7 separate regions of the Mus musculus genome follow, and regions 1, 2, 3, 4, 6 and 7 are each linked to region 5. The links are chromatin contacts, called in public HiCAR-type and promoter capture Hi-C maps. All regions are on one chromosome and are shown on one strand. The core of a region is the stretch at or near the end of the contact, and the rest is flanking DNA. Distances in the headings are between cores, read along the strand shown. Region 1 holds the start of Pnrc1 (proline-rich nuclear receptor coactivator 1). Region 2 holds the start of Rragd (Ras-related GTP binding D). Region 3 holds the start of Pm20d2 (peptidase M20 domain containing 2). Region 4 holds the start of Ube2j1 (ubiquitin-conjugating enzyme E2J 1). Region 5 holds the start of Orc3 (origin recognition complex, subunit 3). Region 6 holds the start of Lyrm2 (LYR motif containing 2). Region 7 holds the start of Mdn1 (midasin AAA ATPase 1).

Evidence for each region. Promoter capture Hi-C pulls out the DNA fragments that hold promoters and counts their contacts. HiCAR-type assays count read pairs that join an accessible place to other places.
Region 1: a contact with region 5 is called in a HiCAR-type map of astrocytes, with 4 times the contacts expected there. The contact joins the promoter of Pnrc1 here to the promoter of Orc3 in region 5. A contact is called at or near these places in 2 of 39 promoter capture datasets (the C10 cell line and liver), 1 of 484 Hi-C or Micro-C datasets (B cells), 2 of 115 datasets of contacts at active chromatin or transcription factors (astrocytes and neural tube) and 2 of 9 other capture datasets (adipose tissue and liver).
Region 2: a contact with region 5 is called in a promoter capture Hi-C map of liver, with 2.4 times the contacts expected there. The contact joins the promoter of Rragd here to the promoter of Orc3 in region 5. A contact is called at or near these places in 2 of 39 promoter capture datasets (hippocampal neurons and liver).
Region 3: a contact with region 5 is called in a HiCAR-type map of astrocytes, with 4 times the contacts expected there. The contact joins the promoter of Pm20d2 here to the promoter of Orc3 in region 5. A contact is called at or near these places in 4 of 39 promoter capture datasets (cranial neural crest, hippocampal neurons and liver) and 4 of 115 datasets of contacts at active chromatin or transcription factors (astrocytes, embryonic forebrain, large pre-B cells and 1 more).
Region 4: a contact with region 5 is called in a promoter capture Hi-C map of liver, with 5 times the contacts expected there. The contact joins the promoter of Ube2j1 here to the promoter of Orc3 in region 5. A contact is called at or near these places in 4 of 39 promoter capture datasets (the 3T3-L1 cell line, hippocampal neurons and liver), 3 of 115 datasets of contacts at active chromatin or transcription factors (astrocytes, embryonic forebrain and forebrain) and 2 of 9 other capture datasets (adipose tissue and liver).
Region 6: a contact with region 5 is called in a promoter capture Hi-C map of liver, with 6 times the contacts expected there. The contact joins the promoter of Lyrm2 here to the promoter of Orc3 in region 5. A contact is called at or near these places in 4 of 39 promoter capture datasets (the 3T3-L1 cell line, cranial neural crest, hippocampal neurons and 1 more) and 1 of 9 other capture datasets (adipose tissue).
Region 7: a contact with region 5 is called in a promoter capture Hi-C map of liver, with 7 times the contacts expected there. The contact joins the promoter of Mdn1 here to the promoter of Orc3 in region 5. A contact is called at or near these places in 6 of 39 promoter capture datasets (the 3T3-L1 cell line, 3T3-L1-derived adipocytes, cranial neural crest and 2 more) and 2 of 9 other capture datasets (adipose tissue and liver).

What each region holds. Positions count from the first base shown.
Region 1 is chr4:33,247,111-33,250,037 of GRCm38.p6, forward strand. It overlaps Pnrc1 (proline-rich nuclear receptor coactivator 1), which reads right to left and starts at 1,677. Exons shown (of 2, transcript NM_001033225.2): 1 at 838-1,677. The coding sequence starts at 1,287.
Region 2 is chr4:32,981,361-32,984,636 of GRCm38.p6, forward strand. Rragd (Ras-related GTP binding D) reads left to right here and starts at 1,638. Exons shown (of 7, transcript NM_027491.2): 1 at 1,638-2,247. The coding sequence starts at 2,103.
Region 3 is chr4:33,188,456-33,191,498 of GRCm38.p6, forward strand. It overlaps Pm20d2 (peptidase M20 domain containing 2), which reads right to left and starts at 1,282. Exons shown (of 7, transcript NM_001034867.2): 1 at 476-1,282. The coding sequence starts at 925.
Region 4 is chr4:33,029,602-33,032,777 of GRCm38.p6, forward strand. It overlaps Ube2j1 (ubiquitin-conjugating enzyme E2J 1), which reads left to right and starts at 1,779. Exons shown (of 8, transcript NM_019586.4): 1 at 1,779-2,015. The coding sequence starts at 1,985. 4933421O10Rik (RIKEN cDNA 4933421O10 gene) reads right to left here and starts at 1,722. Exons shown (of 2, transcript NR_036602.1): 1 at 1,256-1,722; 2 at 1-920.
Region 5 is chr4:34,613,610-34,616,430 of GRCm38.p6, forward strand. It overlaps Orc3 (origin recognition complex, subunit 3), which reads right to left and starts at 1,333. Exons shown (of 20, transcript NM_015824.4): 1 at 1,256-1,333. The coding sequence starts at 1,300. Rars2 (arginyl-tRNA synthetase 2, mitochondrial) reads left to right here and starts at 1,348. Exons shown (of 20, transcript NM_181406.4): 1 at 1,348-1,417. The coding sequence starts at 1,382.
Region 6 is chr4:32,798,339-32,801,519 of GRCm38.p6, forward strand. It overlaps Lyrm2 (LYR motif containing 2), which reads left to right and starts at 1,921. Exons shown (of 3, transcript NM_175364.4): 1 at 1,921-1,997; 2 at 2,272-2,412; 3 at 2,805-3,181. The coding sequence starts at 1,953. The coding sequence ends at 2,885.
Region 7 is chr4:32,655,341-32,658,528 of GRCm38.p6, forward strand. It overlaps Mdn1 (midasin AAA ATPase 1), which reads left to right and starts at 1,779. Exons shown (of 102, transcript NM_001081392.1): 1 at 1,779-2,012. The coding sequence starts at 1,911.

The sequences.
Region 1 (2,927 bases), core at 427-2,926, 1.4 Mb before region 5:
CTCTGAAAAATAGAATCTTCTCCAATGTACAGTGAGTTCTAAGCTAATGCAAGTGCCTGTCTGAAAAACTAAAAACCAAACCAAACCAAACAAAAAACCACTTCAGGATCTAAATTCTTATTCCTCTTCATGGGCACATCTTGATCAAGTACAATTTCAGTACAATGGCTGCTTTTCGTGTCACTACCAACAAAGAATTCTTCAAGCTGTATGAAAAAGGTGGTTTCGGCTTTTGTTTTTCATGCTAAGACAACTCTCAAATCCTTTAGCCTCGACAAAACTGTATCCCAGTTATCCAGATCCGTTAACCGAGGAGTCCATTTTATAACTTCTAAAAACTCATTCAGGGCGCTGCTTAGAAGCCCCCTCCAGCGAGGCAAGCTCGTGCCGGCCTGCACAGGGCCCGGGACACCTTCGCGTCGGGCATCAGACGGAGACTCCTGCCAACTTCCCAACAGCAGTCCGACTCAGCGGATCTGGCTGTGCGTGGGTCCCGCCCGCCCGGTGCCCCACTGGGCACCGCGCCTGCGCCTGCGCCTCCGCCCCCACCCAGCACCGCCTTCATGAGCGCCCCAGAGCGCTGCACGTAGCGGGCTGACGTCAGCCCTCCGCAGGTCCCTGAGCCCCGAACGCCGAAACCCCCTGGAGCGCCGCCAAGCTTCTAAATGCAGGCTGTTGCTGGGCCGTAGCCGCCGCTCCCATTGGCTGGCTCCGGAGCCAATGGGCGGCGCCAGCGCAGCCGCCCAGCCCCCCTCCCGCTTCCGCCCCACCACTCGAGCGAGCGTCACGGAAACTTCCCTCCCGAGTAAACAGCCGCCCCGCCCCCACCGGCCCTACCTCCTTCGCGAGTGGGGGCTGTCTGTGGAGCAGGGCAGTGGCCGCCAGACCTCGCTCCTCCTGCGCGACGATTGGCCCCGGCGCCGGGCTGCGACCACCCTCCAGGCTCGGCCGGTGCTGCTGGAACTGGTGGAAGCGGCTGGGCAGCTGCCCGGCCGGGCTGGCCCGCACCTTTTTCTTCCGCCGCTTCTTGGGCGCCGCCCGCGGGGCAGCCGCCGGGGCCAAGGTGCAGCCGGACGGCGCGGTGGTGCGAGGCGCGGGCGCCAGGCACGGCCCGTCCCCCCCGAGGAAGTGCGGCAGGAAGAGGGTGGGTGGCAGCGCGCGCGGGTCCGGAAGGCGCGGCAAGGGCGGCGGGGCCGGGTTCACCATCGGGAGGGCCCCGAGGAACCCGAGCGGCGCTAAGCGGCCGCTCAGAGCGAGATCTCGCTGTGGGACGGAGACGACGGTCATGGCGCGGGGACTCGGCAGAAAGGCGGGGAGCAGGAGTCACGGGGCGGCGGCGGAGGCTGCTGCTGGAAGGTTCGGAGCAAGGACCATGACTCGGGCGAGGCGGCGCAGCAACAAATAGCGCTGGCCACCGCGGCCAGTGTTGTTACCCGAGGCCCCGCCCCGTGCCCGCCCACCTCCCTGCGGCGGCCCAATCCGCGTGCGCCTGCCAGGCCACTCCCTCGGTCCCGCCTCCGCGCCCCGAGGCAAGACACAAACAAGCAGCCTGCTGCAGCCCTTCACAAAGAGCGCACGTTGCGCAGGCGCGCCCAACGGGCTCTTACCGAGAGTGTCCCGTGAACAATGAAGTTCGACTTCTGCCTCACCTCCCTGGCAGCGATCCTTTGGGGTAGCCTGGGGGTGGGGCAGGGGAGGAGGAGGAGAGAGGCGGTGGAGGAACTAGGAAGCTTCTGACCTCCAGAAAGGACTGCTTTGTAGGTTTTCGATTTCAGCCCTACATAAAAATTTTAAGAGATTTCGGAGAACACTAAGGATTTATTTCACTAAGGATTTACAGCACTGGTGAAGATCTGCCTCCATTTAACCTACAGTGAAATTTGGCTATGTGGTTTCTCATTCGGTTTTCCGACGCTGCCAATTAACCCTGGTGGTGAAAATAAAAAAGGGTTTACTGAAGGATTCTTCAGCTCATCAGAAGTACTCTATAATGCCGAAAATGGGCCTTTAATTTTTTACTGCCTTTATAGCTAAAGATCTCTGGGAGTCTCTTGAGATCTCACATTGCCCCTGAAACTTGATGCTGCTGCCAACCAATTGGCCTTTGTCCCACCCAGAGAAAACAGCTCTGCTACAGTTGCTAGCTAACTGGGTTAACAGAATTCTCTACTCACAGTTTAATACAGAAAAGAACTGTAGACACCAGTTACCAAATAGGACCTCAGAACCAATTTCTGTAATTCATCTTGTTTGAAACATACTTCTTTAATGATTGGGGCTTTATTTATTTAGTTTCCTCTTTTTTCTTTCTTCGAGATGGCGTTACTCTTTGTGTAGCCCAGGCTGTACTCTGTACTCGATCTGTAGACCAGGCTGGCCTCGAACACAGAGATACACCAGTCTCTGCCTCCCTAGTGCTGGGATTAAAGGCCCATGTCACCATTGTCCAATAATTTTTTTTTAATCATTTTACAGTAAGGCATACAAGAGACTAAAGAATTAGACACAAATCATTAAAAAATTAACAGAAGAATCTGAACTCTGGTCTAGGTATGGCAAGGTCAAGACCTGTAACACTAGCTCCTGGAGAGGCAGAAGTAGAGGATGGGAAATTTCTAGTGTAGGGAATTTAATGAGACTCTGCCTCATAATAAAAAGAGCAGGGCATCTAGATGGATCAGTGAGTAATTAAAATGCTTGCTATATAAGCCTAGCAGCCTGAGTCCCATCCCTGTAAGCCACCTAAAAATGAAAGACAGCCAAAACCACAAAGTGGCCCTCTGACTTCCAAACACATTCTGCCGCAAACCTGCTTCCACTACACACACACACACACACACACACACACATAGACACACACACACTGTGAGGAGAACAGAAGATGGGAATGAGCTAGGAGGTTAGAGGCAGGGAATAGTTCCATTGTC
Region 2 (3,276 bases), core at 388-2,887, 1.6 Mb before region 5:
CTACTCTGGGGAAATGTCCCTTCCTCCCCAGGCCGCTTCCTGCAGAGATTCAAGGATTTCAAGCTGCCCTCAATCTCATTAAGTTGCTGCTGCCCAGCACATGGGGTTTGACAAGGCGCTGGAGAGACAAAAACTACCAACCGGATGAGCCACAAAGCCCACTCTCTTCGCTATAGAAGTAAAATCGCCAGTGAGAAATGAGTTCTGAGAGCACCTGAGAGTCATGGCTCATTTGAAACGTCTACCAACTCTGTGGTAAAGGTGTTCTCATGAGGGTCAGAAAAGGCTGCTTCCTTCCGGTGGGGAGAGTAACGAGAGTCGGCTTTCTCCATCCACCCTTTGGCCTCCACTTGGTTTCAGTCTTCCTTTGCCCACGGGTTTCTGGGTGTGTTGGACCAATGGCAGTCATTCCCAGGAGACCACACAGAGATAGGAAGAAGGAAAGCAGCCAGGGCCCTCTTCTGTTATCTGCTTGGCCAGAGGGTGGGGAGGGTGGGGGCGGGGATGTGGGGTGGTGTGGGGGTGCTGCTACCTGGCTGCTCTACAGAACTGGCTCCCTTCACTTCCTCCCACTAAATTTGGAGGTGGTGTGAGCTTCCCACCTGATAATCTTTGACTGTACTCCCTAAATTCTGCTGCTTATATATCTGCAAAACTGTTTCTTCGCTCAAAAGCCTTTTTCAGTTCACATCTTTGTATGTGGCATAGGAACGACCTTGACCATGCAGACAAGAGTTCTACTGCCTCTCCTTGGAGAAGCTTTCCTGTTGAAAGCAGCCACCCAGTTAGAAGAAATCCAGGACATGCGTCACGGATTAGTAACCCTATTCCTACCCAGATTTTTCCGAGGACCCCTAGGAAGCCCTGTCCCGGGCCGCAAGTGTCCAGGCTGAGCTGCCTTTCTCCCCACCTGCTGAGCTGCTGGCACCTGCAGGATCCGGATCACCTTGCTGGCCCGCTGTTTAACTGAAGGAAGTTTATGCACGTGACTTTCTCCTCTCTCTCTCTCTCTCTCTCTCTCTCTCTCTCTCTCTCTCTCTCTCTCTCTCCCTCTCTCTCTCTCCCTCTCTCTCTCCCTCTCCCCCTCCCTCCCTCCCTCCTCTTCTCTCCCTCACCCCCCACCCCAGAAAAGGGTGCTCACACTGTGCTGAGCAGCTGGCGAAGGAGGAGAGCACCTCCTCATCCCACATCGCTTCTATTCCAATCTGAGAGCTGCCCCTCACCTCCCACAAAAGCCCTAAAACACGTGGGACTACACCAATGAGACAATAGCAGTTGGGGCATAAGAAGCCCCGAGGGCGTTATACACTTTAGGTTTTCCCGAAGGTTGCAAAGGAATCATTTAGTATAGCATGTTTATATATAAATCACGAGACATGTGACTTCTCCGGAAACATGTCTACGTAGACCACAGTTTGGAGTATTCTTGCTGGGAAATCCTTTGAACTAAAAGGCACTTTAGGAGGCAGCTGCTATGGAAACTACCCCACCACTGTGCACTTCTCCCAGCTCCCGCAGGCTGGAGTGGCGGTGGGGGTGGGGCCTGAGTACCGCACAGTTGAGGGGCAGCCTAGTGGGGGTGGGGTAGACTGGGGTGGGGTGGAGGTGGGTGGGGTGGAGGTGGGTAGGGTGTGGGTAGAAAGCCTGAAGACCGCAGCACAAGCCAGGGGCACTGCAGAAAGCAGGCGGCAGGGTCCGGGTGGTCCCCGGGCCACGCTTGCAGAGAAAGCGAGCAGAAGTCCCCGAGGGCGGTGGCCAGTGCGCTCTGGACACCCGAATTCTCTCTAGGGGGAGAACGTGTGTGGCCGAGCAAGCGGTGGCTGCGGCCGGCGAGCGCGCGCCCGGTGGTGCTGCGTGTGTGTGTGTGTGTGTGTGTGTGTGTGTGTGTGTGTGTGTGTGTGTGACAAGCGTCAGGTGACTCGGGTCACGCAGTCACTCCCTCGCGCTCCCGGGGAGAACTGCCGCGCTCCGGCTGGCTTCTCGGGCAGCAGCGGCAGGGAGGGGGCTGGGCTCCACTGCCACCCCCTTGCTCACCAGGCGCGGCCCCAGGGCGCTGCGGGCCACTCGGCCCACGCGGGACCTTGGAGGCAAGCGTGGGCGTGATGAGCCAAGTGCTGGGCAAGCCGCAGCCGCAGGGTGAGGACGGCGGCGAGGACGAGGAGGAGGATGAGCTGGTGGGGCTGGCGGGCTACGAGGATGGGCCCGAGTCCTCGGACGCCGAGCTGGACAGCGGGCCGGAGGAGGGAGGTGAGCCAACCGGCCGAGCGCTCGCGGTCCCCGCCCTGGGAGCGATGTGTGTGTGTGTGTTGGGGGTGGGGGGGATGCGGGACGCGCGGGTCCGGGGCGCTGCGGTGGGGGAGGGGAGCGGCCGGGCTGCAGACGGCGGCGGGGAGCAGGGTCGGATGTCGAGCTAAAAGAAGCAGCTGGCGGCAGCGTGCCGGCTGGGTCGCCCACAGCTGCGCGTGTCATTCTTCCCCGCCGTGGCCGCGGGAGGGTCTGCGGCGTGGGACCGGGGCGCTGGGGCGGGGCCCGCGCTGCAGGTGGTATCCGCGTCTCCCGGGAGACCGCGGGGTTCTAGGTCCCCAGACACCCTGAATGCATCTCGTGTCGCACCCGGGGGTGGGCGCCTGGCGAGCAATCCTTGGCCGCTGAAGCCAACTGTTTGTTGTTGCCGAAGGAGCTGAAGTTAGCCTTTCGGATTGGGGGCTGCTTGCATTTCATTCCCGGGACACAACAAAGAAGTTGAGTTTAGGATTCCAGAATGTTTTTCTTTAATTTAAAAAAATTTTTTTTCCCCACAAAAGCGGAAGGTCACTTTAAAAGGTCAGTTGAACGGGGCTGTTAACGTTCTCCGAGTTGTAAATATCCCAGAGAAAGGATTAATCTCTTTAGTGTCTCACACTAAAGAAACCGAGGAATGAAAGTACCCGTGACAGGAGTTTTAAGAACTTTTATTGAGAATCTATCGAACGGAACTTAAAATTCTCTCTACAAAGCCTTTCTCGGAAGACAGTTTTGATTTTGCGTCTGGCAGGTACTTCAGTGAATCAGAAAGGGAATACAGTTAACTAAGACTTAAGTCTGGCAGATGAAAAACAGCTTTTCAAGTCGCCTCATTTCCTGGCTTTTCTCCAGAGAGGACTAGTGCTGGCTCCCCGTTATTTAAACTTGTGTGTGCACCTCTGCGCTCCACTCATCCGCACTTCCCTTAATTAGTCCCACGGTCGATCGTTCAGCCACTTTTTTTTTTTCCCAAAAAAATTAAATTGCTCAGGT
Region 3 (3,043 bases), core at 32-2,531, 1.4 Mb before region 5:
GATTACATTACTGCCACTGGCGGGTGAGCCGAGCTGAGTTGTGACATATAACCTTGCTCACAGAATTAAATACACTATCCTAAAGAGTAAACACAAGATCGGACCTGCCCAAGACAGACATGCACGACATTTTCCTGCTTAAAGAACCGAGACGCCTGTTTAATATGAAATAAAATGTACACTTAAATATGAACCTATCTACGTAGTAAATGTTTTGTTAGCTTCTCCGTTAGTTCTGCTCTTTAGTGGTTTGGCAGCCTGGTAGTTCTAAACACTGAAATTTACTATACAAATACCAATTATTCAAATCAAAATCTTTTGTTTGTTAAGTCTCCATTTATTTCCTCCAGATAGCACACGACCCAATGAGCAAACTGCAGCTGTCTGCCACCAAAAATAACCGGTCTGGTACTCCGACTGGTCTGGCACTCCGGGCTGGATCCGGCACGCCCCGCGCTGGCCCGGAGTGGCTCACCTTGACCGGCGGCGGCGCAGCGATGCTCTCCAGCGCAGCCCGCAGGCCGAGCGCCGCAGCCACCCCGACCTCGGCGATGAGGTTGTGGCCGCAGGCGTGGCCCAGGGCTGGCAGCGCGTCGTACTCGCACAGGAAGGCCACCTGCAGCGCGCGGGGCCCCGCCGCGGACTCCGGCGGCGCCCACTCGGCACGGAAGGCGGTGGGGAGCCCGAAGTGCGGCTGCACCGCCCACGAGGCGGCCGGCGGCTCGCACTCGAAGAAGCGCGTGAGCTCGCCGTGCGCGCGGTGCTCTTCGTAGGCCAGCTCGGGCGCGCTCCAGATGGCGCGGCTCAGCGCGCCCAGGCGCTCGGCCGCCTCGTCGATGCGCTCGGCCGCTCGCCGTTTCAGCAGCTCCAGCTCGGCGGCGCTGCTCGTGCCGGGCTCGGCCGGCCGCTCCACCACCGGACCCATGGCGCGGGCGTGCTGCGGTCTCTCCTCGTCCGCCCTCTGCGAGGCTCGGCGGCGCTCGGCTGTCTTATCTGACTTCGGCAACGCTCGGCGCCGCTCGGCAGTCCTTGCCAGTCCTATGCAACGCTCGGCGGCACCTTGGCAGCGCTTGGCCGCCCTTGGCAACGCTTAGCTGTCCTTGGCAGCCCTCCGCAAGGCTAGGCGCCTCGGCAGCCCTTGGCAGTCCGCACCGCTCGGCTGTCCTAATCAGTCCTCGGCCGCCCTCGGCGGCTTCGGCGACCAGCGCCCCGCGCTCGCCCACCGTACAGCACCACCCTAACTCTAACTTAACCCCCCACCCCCCAGGTCAGGAGTTGCCCTGTAGCTCCGCCCTCAAGGCTCGGCCTGGAGCTGGGGCGCCAACTCCTAAGAAGAGGAATTGTATAGGACAAGTTTTATCCAAAATTTTGATTGACAAGCCCAAGTAACATGATTTGCACAGCTTGTGTTCATAACGGGTCTAAAGTTACCCGATGAGGAAATTCAAGAAGTCATACTCTCCTTTTCCTCCAGAGTGATACAAGTTCAAAATTGTTATTGATGATACACACCTAATAATTAGTAGTCTGAGGTTTTCTTGTATTAAAAGCTTCTGCGTGTTCTTCCTATTCTACCCTCTCTTAAATTGCCACAACTAGGTCAAATAAGATACCATATATATATATATATATATATATATATATATATATATATATATATATATGATTTTTTTAAGGAGTGCACGCCTTTAATCCCAAGCATTTGGGAGGCAGAGGCAGGTGGATCTCTGAGTTCGAGGCCAGCTTGGTCTACAAAGTGAGTTCCAGGACAGCCAGGGCTATACAGAGTAAACTCGAGGGAAGTGGAAGGAATGAAGAGAAGAAAAAGGCAGACTGTAATCAATTTTTACTAGTTTATACCCTAAAACGCCAGAGTCCAGGTCACACTCTAACGTGAAAAAAACTGTCCTTAGTTAACACCCTAACCGAATGAAACTTTTCCCTAAACACAATAAATGTGATATAAATTCATGAATGGACTCACTTTCCTTTTTTAAAACTTTTTTTAACATTTTTTTGTGTTATTTTGTTTGTTTTGTCTGAATGTATGCGTGCACACCGAGTCTGGTGCCTGAGGAGGTCAGAAGAGGGCGTCAGATCGCCTGAAACGAGTTACACATGATTGCGAGCCACCCTCTGGGTGAATGGGAACTGAACCCTGGTCCTCCAGCCCCACCGTCATTTTCTTAACTTTACTCTTGTAACTCCTTTACAGGAGTCCTCCAGCATCTATGAGACTCCAGATTATTTTGCTCAGTGAACTGGCTAAAAGCCAGAATAATGTCAAAATAATAAGATCACTCACTCTGCACCAAGTGCTTTTCTGGATGTTTTAAATGTTAATACCTATTTCTCATCCCAACCTATGAGGTTTTTAGTGTGACTATTATCTTCAAATTACAGATGGGCATCCAAGATTATACAACTCACTAAGTACTGGGCACAGATTTCCACAAAAGACAACATCTAACCACTACACTTGATTGCTTGTGACATCTGAATTCACAAATCATCTATTTATATCACAATGGACACAATCATTCATCTTCAATAAATTTTTACAGCAGAGCTCTGCCAATAGCAGTGGAAATCCTGTTTGTTCTCATTAGACAGCTACACACAGGCTTGTGTATAAACTTTAGAGACAAGCTGCTATTTAGGTTGCTTGTTACAAAGTAATACTGTTGTCATCTGATGTGGTGGAAAGATAGGTAACTCTGGGCTGGGTTCCTCCTGCGTAGTCTGCCCACCCAGACATATATGTATTCAGTTTCTACTTTTGACATCATGGATTTCTTGTGCATGGTGATTTGTATTCTTGAATCTCTTTAATAAATTGTATCTTCTCTTCAGTCTTCATACTTTTTTTTGTTCCATTTTCTAGCACCTAACAGCATAGATATAACATCCCTTGTGGTGGTTTGAATAAGAATGGTCCCTGTAGACTCCTATATTTGAATGCATGATCACTGGGGAGAGATACTACTTGAAAGGGATTAGGTGTGGCCTTGTTGTGTGGAGAGCCATGCCGTGAGCAATCACC
Region 4 (3,176 bases), core at 529-3,028, 1.6 Mb before region 5:
TGTACTCAAAATAAATAAGAGAACTTAAATGAACTGCTCAATTTCTTCAAGACTTCAATTTTCTTCAACCATTAAAATAATCTGTGTCACTGCCAACACTCATGAAGAGTAAATGAATTGATCAAGCATTCAACGTCCAGTAGAGCTTGTATCAGGATGTCAACGCTAAGGGGAAGGGGACCACATTCACAGGGCTTTGTCTAGAGAAACGGGGAACAACACATACAACACATGGGGATTGTAGCTCAAAGCTGTCAAGACTCTGAAGTGTTTTGAACTTCATCTTTTGTTATTTGCAGCATCGCCAGAAACTGGTTTAAGTTTGTTTTTTATTTTTTAAAGTTATCGTCAGGATTATTATAAAAAATAAGATGAAATTCTTCCAAATTTTAATTTGGGATGGAATCTTTTTGTTTGCTGAAAATTGTTACTTTCTTCTAGGAGGGAATTTGTTCTGAAGAAACAAAGTATTCTTTTGACAAACCTACATTTCTGGGAAAATTAATCTTTCCGACCCAGTTAACAGTCAAGCAATTAGTAACTTTTAGCATTTACTCCTTTTTTAAAAAAAAATCATATTTACCCTCTCTGTACATGTTTATATTTAGAAAAAAATTAAGAGTTGACTTTTCTCTTGCAGTGATTATAATTAAGCTTTGCCATGGGCCCATAACTCAATGCCGGATTTGTTGCTGTCTTTTACCTAAGGAAGAGCCCCCAAGGACGAGGTGATGTGGCTTCAAGAATAAAATAAAAGAGAAACATCCTTATCTCCATTGTTGGGAGGAAGAGGAGAGCCTCAGGGCAAAGTGCCTTCCGAGTCTGGCTGGCGGGCGGATGGGAACGACTACACCCCCTCGGCAGGCCTGGTCATGGGGCCGGTCGGAGCAGCGCAGGTTGCTGGATGCTAAATTTGAGGACTGAACACAAAGAATGAAAGCTTAATGGAGAAGCACATTGAAGCTCGGTTTTGCTTGCTTCTCTATTCTTCAGATTATCACCGTACTATTCAGAAAACATCGCCTTTAATGGCTTAGAAGATGCCACTTAAATCTTTTTTTTTTCCCTCCTCCTTCAGACGGCTGGGAAAAATTACTGACATTCCCACAAACACATTTGACAATGTTAAACAAGAACACTAATCTGTCTAATTGGTTAATCTTCATTCCACCTATAACCTTCTCTAATCTCCGCTGGCTCCCTCCCTTTTTTGAGGCCCTTTTATCTCGGTAAGCCGTCCGAACCAGAACCTTACTTTCTCTGTCCTCCATGATCCGAAAAGACAAACGCACCGCATCTCTTTCAGACCGACCTGTCCCATTTATGCGTTTTTATTAACATTCCAGGCGACCCCTTGGTTTTATTTCTGGGAGGTTCTGATGCACCCCGAAAAACGCTGCCTTAGCTAACCGCACCGCGGAGCTAGGGGCCACTCCCGTCCATCGCACCGAGGCCAACTGCGGGCTCGGAGAAGCGCACATCACGGCGCCGCAGTCCCAGGCCGCGCTCGCCCGCCCGCCGCTCCGGGCTGCGCCGTTCCTCCGAGCTCCCTGCGAGCTCCGCGGGAACCCCTGAAGGGCCCGCGGCGAGTCGGTCTCCCGGGCTGGGCCGAGGGGACGACGAGGGTGCCGCCCGTCTCCCCAGGGCTGCCGGGCGGGCGGGATTCGCGGGACCGCCGCTGCCGAGTGACCGACCGCCACGAAGCGCCCGCCACGTCAGGCCGACTTCACAGACCCGGCGCCGGCGGTGACGCAGCGGCGCGTCAGCCGGGACGTCAGTCCCGCAGGCCGTCCGCAGCCCGGCGCCCCGTTCGGCGACGCCCCGGCGCCCGGCCGGCCCTCAGGGAGGCGGACCCCGCGGCACGCACCTCGCCCGCGGTCGGGCTGGACTGGGCGGTGTCAGCGGAGGCCCTCGCTAGGCGCGTCCGCCGCGCGAGACCCGGGCAGCTGCGGCGCCGACGAGAGCGGCAGCGGGGACGTCCGCCATGGAGACCCGCTACAACCTGAAGAGCCCGGGTGAGCCGGGCTGGGGCGGCGGGCGGGCGGACGGGCGGGGGACCCGGGACTCAGAGCGCGGCGCCTCGGCCCGCTCGTGTCCGCCGGCCCTCGCGGCTGCTCCGGGCTCGCGCTTTACGCGAGGCCGCGGCCGGTCCGGGGGTGCAGGCCGCAGAGCGGGCGGCCGCTGCGGATCCCCCGATGCGCTGGCGCTCCTCCGCTCCTGGCCTCTTCCTCCCGGTGTCTGCGGAGCGAAGCAGGAGACAGCCGAGCCAAGGGCAGGTGCGAAGGCGACGACGGTCCGCACTACTGACCATCCCTGGCCGCATCTGCGTCCTTCGTGTCCCCTCCGCCTCTGCCGACGAACTTTTGTTAGGTGTTTGACTCACATTTGAAATATCCCATTTTTATTGTGGTTGAAATATCCAATTTCAGTATTTGGGGGAGAATTTATAGACGTAGAAAAAAAAAATATGTCCTGTAGCTAAACTAGTTGAGCTGTGCACTTGGGAATTAACCATGATTTGGGGGGGTTGATTGCTACTTTGAATTTCTTTCCTTCAGTTAATGCCCTCAGACAATCCTGGCCTCCAGTTATTTTCTGGTGCACTAAAAACAATGCCAAAAACAAAAAACAAAAAACCCATTATCAGTTGTCATATCTTTTAAGGCAGACGTAGCACAAATTACTGGAGCCTAAAAAATGTACTTTGATAATTTGTCAGGGGGAAAAAACTCCTCCCTGTTAGCTCTGAATAATAAGCCTCAGGGTATTGATGATCATTGAACTAGAACTCTCGTCACCGTTTGTTTTCTTTCCCACACTGCTTCTTAGTTTGGACTTAAGTCTGATATCTTTATGGGAAAGAGTTGGTATTGTGAATCTTTTTAAAAATATATATATATTTTAAATTTTTAGAATATATAAAGGAAAAGCCAGAGAATATTGGCTGAACAGAATGTTGTTAGCTTGAATGCTGATAAGTAAGTGGCCTTAGGGACCAGATGTAGAATTAGTCATTTCTACGGTGTTTGTTTAAAATTTGACCACGCCTGTGTAAGAATTATATGGCTGAATTTTAATGGGACATGTCTCTGTCTTCAGCCCATCACTTAAAACCTGAAGAGTTAAAAAAGGTCAGAGAAAGTAGAAATGCCTGGATTTTACCATTTTGATGCCAG
Region 5 (2,821 bases), core at 83-2,582:
CCCTGCTCCATCTCCCCTCAGGAATGCCCAGTTAGAAAAAGTGTATATCTATCACCTAAACTTCACAAACTGAGGAGTCATTCGCTGCTTACCTCCAGCAACAACCTAGTGGGCTGTGCGCCAAAACCAGAGAGCATTTCAATGTCCTCCAGCGGGTTCACCCCGTAAAAACACTGAAGGGGTCTCACTCTGCCCCGTGGGCCAGAGTTCCCTTCACTGGCTCTGCTGTGTTGCTGCCTGCCTGCCTGCTTGCCTGCCTGCCTGATTCTGATGTTAACATCACCCCTAACAGACCTGTTATAAAAGAAGACAGCCCACTTCAGTGTTCCCCTGTAGCCCCAATTACGAAACCTTTCAGAAGTCTGTTATTTCAGCTTCCTTCAGGAGTGTCCTTCTGTTCTTAGAACAGGAGTCAAGTCTTACTTTACAAGGCATAGCAGCACAGACCAATAGACCTTTCTTTTCCATCTGCTGCCCTGTTTGATATTCTTGAAATATGGTTGCTAATGGTAAACTTAATTTTAAGTTATCTTAATTCCAGATGTAGCCACAGGCTCCTAGGGGGCAATACAAGCCTAGGATTTCTCCTCTTACAAACTACAATTTGACTAGCACTCCTTTGCCATCGAGTAGTCCACAACCCCTCAAAACACTCATCTGAATTACATTTTTATTCTGGTTTTTCCTAATGCTCCTCTCTCCACTCACGGGTTAAACTGCTCTTTTTACTTAATACGCTCTTTTATTTCTACATTCTAAGGCAAAGACCATCTTATTCTGCTCTCCCAAACTAATGCTTTATATTTTGCCAAGATTCTTATTTTTCAGACCTTAGCCAAACTGTCACTTTCTCCAAGAATTTCCTCGGTCTCCCAGAAACCTTGGTTCGTCCCTCCTCTCTTAGAACTTTTCTCCTTGCTAATGAGCCAATTCAAGATCAGCTGCTTATGAGTATTTCTGGGAACAGAAATCTATTTTTGCCTCCATCTGCATCTCGGTAACTTAAAGCACAGTGTGAATTTATGGAGGGGGAAGAGTGGGGGAAGCGGCAGGACGCAGCACATTCTGGGGGCAGCCGCTCTCCTAGCCTTGGCGCCATGGCCTAGTTGCCCAGAGCAAAGCTTGCCTCGAACCCGGACCTGGGCAAAGCCGCCCGAGTCCTGTTCTCCGCGGAGCCAGAGCTGATGCCCATCAAACCTCGTCGGACTTGCCAAACAGGCACCGCGAATCTGAGGCGAGCGCCACCCCCACGTACCTTAGACACGGAGGAGGTGGCCATAGTCCGCGGCCCCGTGTGCATGCGCACTCCACACTTCCGCGCGCCCTGGCGGAAGCAGAGGCGACTTCCGGCGCGGAGGCGGGGCGTGCGGGAAAGGGAGGCATGGCGTGTGGCTTTCGTAGGTCGATCGCCTGTCAGGTACAGTCCAGAGCGGCGAGCCAGCGGGAGCCAGGGCCGGAGGGTGCAGCCTAGGCCGACCCTGCCTCCTCCTTGCGCTGCGGAGTGGGAAGATCCTCGAGAGCCCTGAGTGCTCACTGTCTTCTCATTTCCCGTTCTTAATGCTTTAACCTGGGCGGACTGTCCAGAGGCCATGATTAGACCCTGTAGAAATTAATGTTCCTCCTTCGTTTATGCCCTTTATTTGCTCTCATGAATAACCTGGTAGGATATATCTCGAATAAGAAATTTTGTAGCTTACTAAACCTGTAGGCGATGCTCTCCCGAGGAAAAGCTCTAAATCCGGACTTGGAGACCATTGGATAAAATAGATGATTTAAAAGGCATGCTAAGGGCTGCGGAGATGGCTCCGCGGGTGAAGTGCCTGCTATACAAGCATCTGTGCCTGCGTTTGAATTTCCAGAACCTAGGTTGAAAAACCTGCATAGCTAAGGAAGTCTGAAACCACACTTCTGAGAGGTGGAAACAGAAACCGGTGGCTCCAGCCTCTGGTTCGGTGAGAGTCTGCCTCAAATAAGGTGGAGAAAGACACTTGACCTGTACTCCTCGCGTGTTTAGCGCAGCCTATCCTGCCTGGAGTTTGCTAGTGCTAGCACAGACTTAGGCCCGCTGTGGCTGGGTTGTTTTAGACAATTCTGAAAGATGGTGCATATACTTCTTAGGTAGTTCTGTGGGAATTAAGCTCCAGCCTACAGAGATGACTTTAATGTGTTATCTGTGTGTCTGTGTTTGTATGTTCCTTCATGAGGACAGGCCACAGGTTGCCTGTGTTTCCTCCAGTCACTGTCCACCTTTCCCCCCTCTCCCCTAAGGCAGATTTTCTCCCCGAACCTGGAGTTTACCCGTTTAGCTAGGTTGGTTAGCCAGGGAGCTGCAGGTGTAATGGCAATTCTGCTGTTAGCTGAGTTCATTGCATGGTACAAGCAAAAAACAACTGACTGTCTGGGAAAGACAAAATGCAAGAGAGAAAGAAGACAGAGGCAGAGTGAAACTGTTTTTATTAAGGCAGGCCTATCCTCCGGAATGAGGGACGGGAAATCCAGAGTTGGGGAGCCTGTGGCTGGATGAGGGTGGGGAAGGGTGCCGGTGTCTCAGGTTTTCTCCATTGGCTGTGCACGCCCCATTGGCTCACCAAAGAGATGATCGCAGGCTTTTATGCACAGCTTGCTCAATTAAGGAAGCGGCCATGCTTTAAAGACCCTTCTCTATCTTTACTCGTCCTTTCTAGCTGTTAACCACGACTCTCTGCTGACCTTTATCCCAAGAAGGCAAGGTCTGTCCTTAGACCTTGCAGGTGTTAATGCTCTTAAGCTCTTGGCAGGCTCTGTAAGCCATTAGTTAAGTTAGCCTCTGCTTTCTTTGTTC
Region 6 (3,181 bases), core at 671-3,170, 1.8 Mb before region 5:
GAATTGAACTCAGGACCTTCGGAAGAGCAGTCAGTGCTCTTAACTGCTGAGCCATCTCTCCAGCCCCAGTCCTTGTATCCTCCTTGTAGGTCTAAGGATTCTGAAGAACCAGTACCTGCTCCCTCTGAGAAATCAAATATTTAAAAGCCACTAAAAAGGGGCTGGAGAGATGGCTCAGCGTTTAAGAGCACTGACTGCTCTTCCAAAGGTCCTGAGTTCAAATCCCAGCAACCACATGGTGACTTCCAACCATCTGTAATGGGATCCGATGCCCTCTTCTGGTGTGTCTGAAGATGACTACAGTGTACTCATATATATAAAATAAACACATTTTAAAAAATAAAATTAAAATAAAAGTCACTAAAAGAAGTGAGAAATGAAGTGACTAAGGTAATGTCTTTTTGTCCCGATCTTACCCTGCTTTGTGTTGGCTCAGGCACATATTTAGTCCCTTAAACCCCTTGAATCGTCACATCCATTATGGCAACACATTTGGGACTTTCCATGGCCTCAGATACATAATCAAAATATCTTCTGGTTGTGTAGTCAAAACAAATACTACCATATTCCTGACTTACACCTGACAATGATGGCATTGCGTCTTTTGTCTTTAAAAAGACTGTACGCTGAGCTTTGGCGCTGAGAGTTATTTGAGGCAAGAACCTACTCTCAGTCAATTAAGTAACACTGCATTGACCTTCAAAGCTTTCCTACTCAAAGTATAAATCTTTGAGACAGGGAGTATATATCTATATGACAACATTGCCTGTGGCTAACATGAGTGTAGAGAAAAGAATGTACAAAATACCTGTTCTCGGTGCCCAATTTAGACCCAGCACTAATTATGAATCTTATAAATATCCCCAGGTGATGTGGAAATTAGCTCAGTGCCTTTCCAAGGGTCATAGAAAATATCCTAACAAGAAACTACTGGATCTGCCAGAACAACAACATAAAAAGCAAAATTTATAGCTTGATACCTGGCCGAGATAAAACAAGACTGATCGAATTATTTAGACAATAAAAGACCCTGCATTCAAAAAGATTACTACAATGACCTGAGAAAGTCATGAATTATTTAATAAATGATCTTGAATTTTTAGTCTAGTGGCTGGAAAAGAACTTAGATCCATAGTGTGTCATAAATGAAAATAACTTACGTGGAGTAAATATAAAACTGATCATAATAATACACTTTTACAACAGCTGTGAGTAGAAGACAATATTGTAAAGTCTCAAAAGAAACAAATATGTTAGCCGGGCATGGTGGCGCACGCCTTTAATCCCAGCACTTGGGAGGCAGAGGCAGGCGGATTTCTGAGTTTGAGGTCAGCCTGGTCTACAGAGCGAGTTCCAGGACAGCCAGGGCTACACAGAGAAACCCTGTCTCGAAAAACCAAAAAAAGAAACAAATATGTTAATGTAGAGTTAAAGCTCTCTATATAAAGAAATTATCCAAGGGCCATTGAAATGGCTCAGACATTAAAGGTGCTTTGCCCCAAACCTGATGATACAGGTTTGATCCCCAACGTCCCATGTTAGAGAAAAATTGAAAAACCAAAACAAAACACGAGAAGCAGATTCAATAACCTGACTTCTGGGTATGTGATGTGGGGGACAAAAACAAAAAAGCGAGAGGGCACACGAGTAGGGAAAGCGCACGGAGTCGCAACGATCGAGGCGACCTGCGTGCTGTAGGATAAAGTGTAGAGAAAAAGAGAAGCTTCCAGGATGCAAACGGAATTTGCCAGCATAATGGCGGTCTTCTCAGTTATACACAGCAAGGGTGCTCAAAAGGCACACATTTTCTCCCCTCCCGTAAAAGCGACCGAGCTCCTGGGTTCTCCGCGGAAAACCCAGGACTCGCGCATCCGTCTCCTCCTTCCGCTTCCGTGACCAGGGTGCCCGAGGGCCACTTCCGCTCCTGAGCCGCAGCAGCTTCCGTGGGCAACATGGCGGCATCCCGCTTGCCTCCCGCAGCCCTGACGCTGAAGCAGGTACTGCTGATCTCTCAGCCCCGCGGAGGTGTCCTGTGTGGTCGCGCTCCCCCTGCGACCTGGCTCGCCGCGGCCACCGCGGGCCTCGGCCGACAGCCTCAGCCTCCCGAGGGCGGAGCTGCTAGGCGTGCCCCGCCCTCGCAAGCCGCCCGCCCGCCGGTCCGCAAGGATTCTCTCTTGTTCTGTTTGCTAGCGAGGACCAAAGGGCTATTTCTGCTTGCTGAGTGGAGCCGGCTGGTTTGTGGTAACTTGTCTTTCTCCTTCCCTTGAGCAGTTCATGAGAAGGCAGCAAGTTCTCCTCCTCTACAGAAAGATTTTGCGAGCGATTAGGCAAGTTCCAAGTGATTCTGACCGAAAATACCTTCAGGATTGGGCCAGGGAAGAATTTAAAAGAAACAAAAGTGCCACAGAAGAGGTGAGAGCAAGACCACGCTGGGGCCACGGCTCCTTTGTCCCATTGTATCACTGAGCTTGTGAAGTTTAGCGAACACCTTGGAATATGCCACAGAGAATTTGCTCACTGCCCACTGGGTATTTTACATTTGTTTTGCAGCACATCTGGCTTTGTATTGTGTAGCCTAGCGTCCAGCTTTCCACTTCACACTACTGTTTTTTTTTGGGGGGGGGGGGTGGATGGGGGGAGTGCCTTTTGGTGACAGGATTGAATGTAGTGCCTTGGGCATTGGTAAGCCCACAGCTACAACCTGTAACAGCCACTGTTGGTTCTTGACTGTACCAGATACAATAATAGAACTTTGCCGTGGTTAAGCTGGTAAAACAATGACTAGATTGTCCTTTCCTCCACAGGATACAATCCGAATGATGATAACCCAAGGCAATATGCAGCTAAAGGAACTAGAAAGGACGCTTGCCTTAGCCAACTCGTAACTGGAAGATTTTTCATGTGTTTTGCACAGGCTCCGAGCCACTGTCATAGAGCACCCAAAAAGGTGATAATCACTCTGATCAAGAATATAAGTGAAGCGTGTTAATATTTCCACTACAGTCCGTGGCTGTAATAATTAAACGTGAACTAATGTCAAGATGAGAGGTTGGAATCCTCAATTGCTCAGAGGGAAGGTGAAATGGCAGCCCCTTTGAAAAACAGACGACTAGTTAGCAATTCTTAGAAAGGCAATGAGGACAGGGCTGGTAAAGATAGCTCCTCATGAAGACTCTTGCTG
Region 7 (3,188 bases), core at 529-3,028, 2.0 Mb before region 5:
ACGTAGAGAAACCCTGTCTCCCTCCCACAAAAAAAAAAAAAAAAAAAAAAAAAAAAAAGAAAAGAAAAGAAAAGAAAGAAAGAAAGTAAAGGAAAGAAATGTGCTGATACTGAAATAATAGACAAAAAAGTTTAAATAGAAATAAACCCACATGGTACCAAATGAGAGACTACATCTAGATATGTGCTGATATCTAAAGACAGTAAGAAAACATCTTAAAAGTTTGTAAAGTACTAGAATAACTTTTTGAACCAAATTTTCCTTGATACAAAGTATTAAAATACAATTGCCTTTCTAAAGTGAAATCATAGGTATGCAGCTGTAGTCATTAAGTAAACTAAGATAAACGCTATACAATAAAGAGAAACGTCAATGGTGCAAGTGTACGAGTGTACACTCCTGAATCCCCTGTTTCATCGAGCATCAAAAACCATCAATCTTAGTTCTTTTCTCTTCTTTTCTGTTTTTTTGAGATAGGGTTTCTCTGTGTAACCCCGGCTGTCCTGGAACTCACTCTGTAGACCAGACTGGTCTTGAACTCAGAAATCTGCCTGCCTCTGCCTTCCAAGTGCTGGGATTAAAGGCATACACCACTGGCCGGCTAGTCCTTTTCTTGTACTTTATTCTGTATCCATATCCTCTGCATCTGATTGGATCCCTGGATTTTATTTCATTTTTGGTGTGACACTTTCCACAATATACCAATCTGCTGCTGCTCTGGGGGTTGAATGCCTTTCTGGGTGTTCATTGTTAGTGCCTCCACAGCTGGAAGAAGCTTCCTTTCTCTGCACTTAGAGTAAACTTTTATCCAAGTTCTTTGGGTGGGTTTCAGAGATTGAAATCAGTTTGCCAGACTTAGGGGAAAGCATCTTTTAACTGCTGAGTCATCTAGTCAGTTCTCACCACCAAAAAGCAAAGCAGCCAGGTGTTAAAGTCACGCCTTCAATCCCAGCCCTGGGGAGGCAGAGGCAGGCGGATCTCTGAGGTCAGAGGCCTGCCCTGTCTACAGAGCAAGTTCCAGGACAGCCAGGGTTACAAAGAAATCCTATCTCAAAAAAACAAAACAAAACAAAAACTGGTGTGTGTGTTGTGTGCCACATGTATGTATGTATGTATGCCACAGAGGCCAGAAGAGGGCGTTTTATCTCATAGAGATGGAGTTACAAATGGTTGTAAGCTGCACTATGCTGGTAATGGGCTTCTTTATTGTCAATCCCTCTCAATATATTTTGTTTGACATCATTATAGGTTTAACTTGTTCGTGACCTTCATCTTAACAATTCTAACTTTGTGCACTCCGCAGCCTTTCTGGAATCATTATTACTACGGGGAGTATGCGCGAAGTGTGTGAAGGCCCACACGTGCCATGGTGTAAAATAGAGGTCACAAATCAAACTCTGGGCATCAGGCTTGCATTACAAGAGCTTTTAGCCGACTAAGGCATCTCACTAACTCCTACTCTTTTTTTAATTAAGCAATTATTTCCAGGATTTGTAAGAATACTTCAGGGCCATTTTTCTCAAAAGGTCACTCTTTTTATGGGCAACAATCTTGGACAGCGAATCCGCTTATCTTTCACACAGGACCTGTGTTGATACAGAGTAAGTCACTGTGCGCTTAGGTCGCACGCGCCGGCAGCTCCTCGTTTGGCGACGCGAATTTCACTCTCAGAAGGATCAGTCAACCGGCTAACCTCAAAAGCTACTTCCGCTTCCCTTCCTACTAGCAGTGGCGCGGCAGTGACGCATTTCCGCCCACGGGGGCGTGGCAGTAGTCGCGCCGCCGCGGGTTGATGACGCAACGTGAATTCCTTCACCACGTGTGTGTCTGCTTGCCGGCTTTCGGGGGTCTTCTTGCCGTCGTGGGTTTTCGGCCGTCACCCCGCGGCCCCGTGGCCGCGGCCGGAGACTATGGAGCACCTCTCTGTGGAGCTGGTATCCGGGCCGCTGCGGCTAATCGCCGCCAAGAACGAGAAGAGCAGCGGCGAGCTGAACAGGTTCCTGGCCAAGTCGGTGAGCGTGGGCGAAGGGAGGCGGGCCCGGGTCGCGGAGCGCCGAGTCCCGGGAAAGGGCCTTTGTTTTTCGGGGTCAGCTTCCATTTCCTCGCCCCCTGCCCGGCGCTCAGGCCCTGGTGGAGTTCATGCCCTTCAGGAATCGGCGCGGTTGGTTTTTCTGCGAGGCTGCTTCTGTCCGCCTCCCCACCCCCCAGACACGTGCTTTTCCTTCCCTTTCCCCACCCCTCGGATGCTTTTAAGGATGCTTTTCTTTACTTTGACCCTTTGGCCCACTGACGAACATCCATAGTATTTTTTCTGGGCGTCTCAATACACCACTGAGGAGACGCAAAAATCTTGTCTCTACACCCGGGGAGTTCGCGTCTTCTTCGGTGACCGTTCATAACAAACAGCTGAAGGTTTTAACAAGACAGTTAAATTGGGAGATGAAAGACTTTTTAAATTTTATTTTTTTTATTTTTATTTTTTTTACCAAATGAGTCATGTGTTTTCAAGAGCTTTGCCGTATTGGCTTTTGCCTGAGTTGAGCATCCTTACTAGACAAGTTTTCACTTTGCGTTTTAATTTCTTTCTAAGTTTCCTTACCTGCTCTGTCTGTAAGCTTGAGTCAAGAGAGACGTGATTTTAATTTTGTAAAACTCTCAGCCAAGAGTGCATAAAGTACATACACACTCCATTGTTTTAGCAGTCAACAGCAGTGTAGCCCATCCAGTGGTTCGCAACCTGTGGGTCGCCTAAGACCAGCATATTTACATTACGATTCATAACAGTAGCAAAATTACAGTTATGAGTTAGCAACGAAAATAATTTTATGATTTGGGGTTACCACAAAATGAGGAACTGTATTGAAGGATTGTAGCATTAGGAAGGTTGAAAGTCACTGTTGTAGATGAATGAACCTGAGCCATTTGCAGCATTGTAGAATTCGCCAGAGAAAATTCTGAGAGTTTTTCCCGAGGTGTTGAACCTACTTTCTGTCACTGAATTACACCCTTAGCCAAAAGGCATCTTGTTTGTTTTTTCCTTTTGAGATAACATCTCTATTATGTAGCTCTGTATGTCTCCGAGTTCACTGTGTAGACCAGGTTGGCCTCTACATAGACTGCTAGGATTCAAGGCAGGTGTCAAGACCAGCTTGGCTCAAAAGGCTTTTCTGATACTAAATTGAATGTGA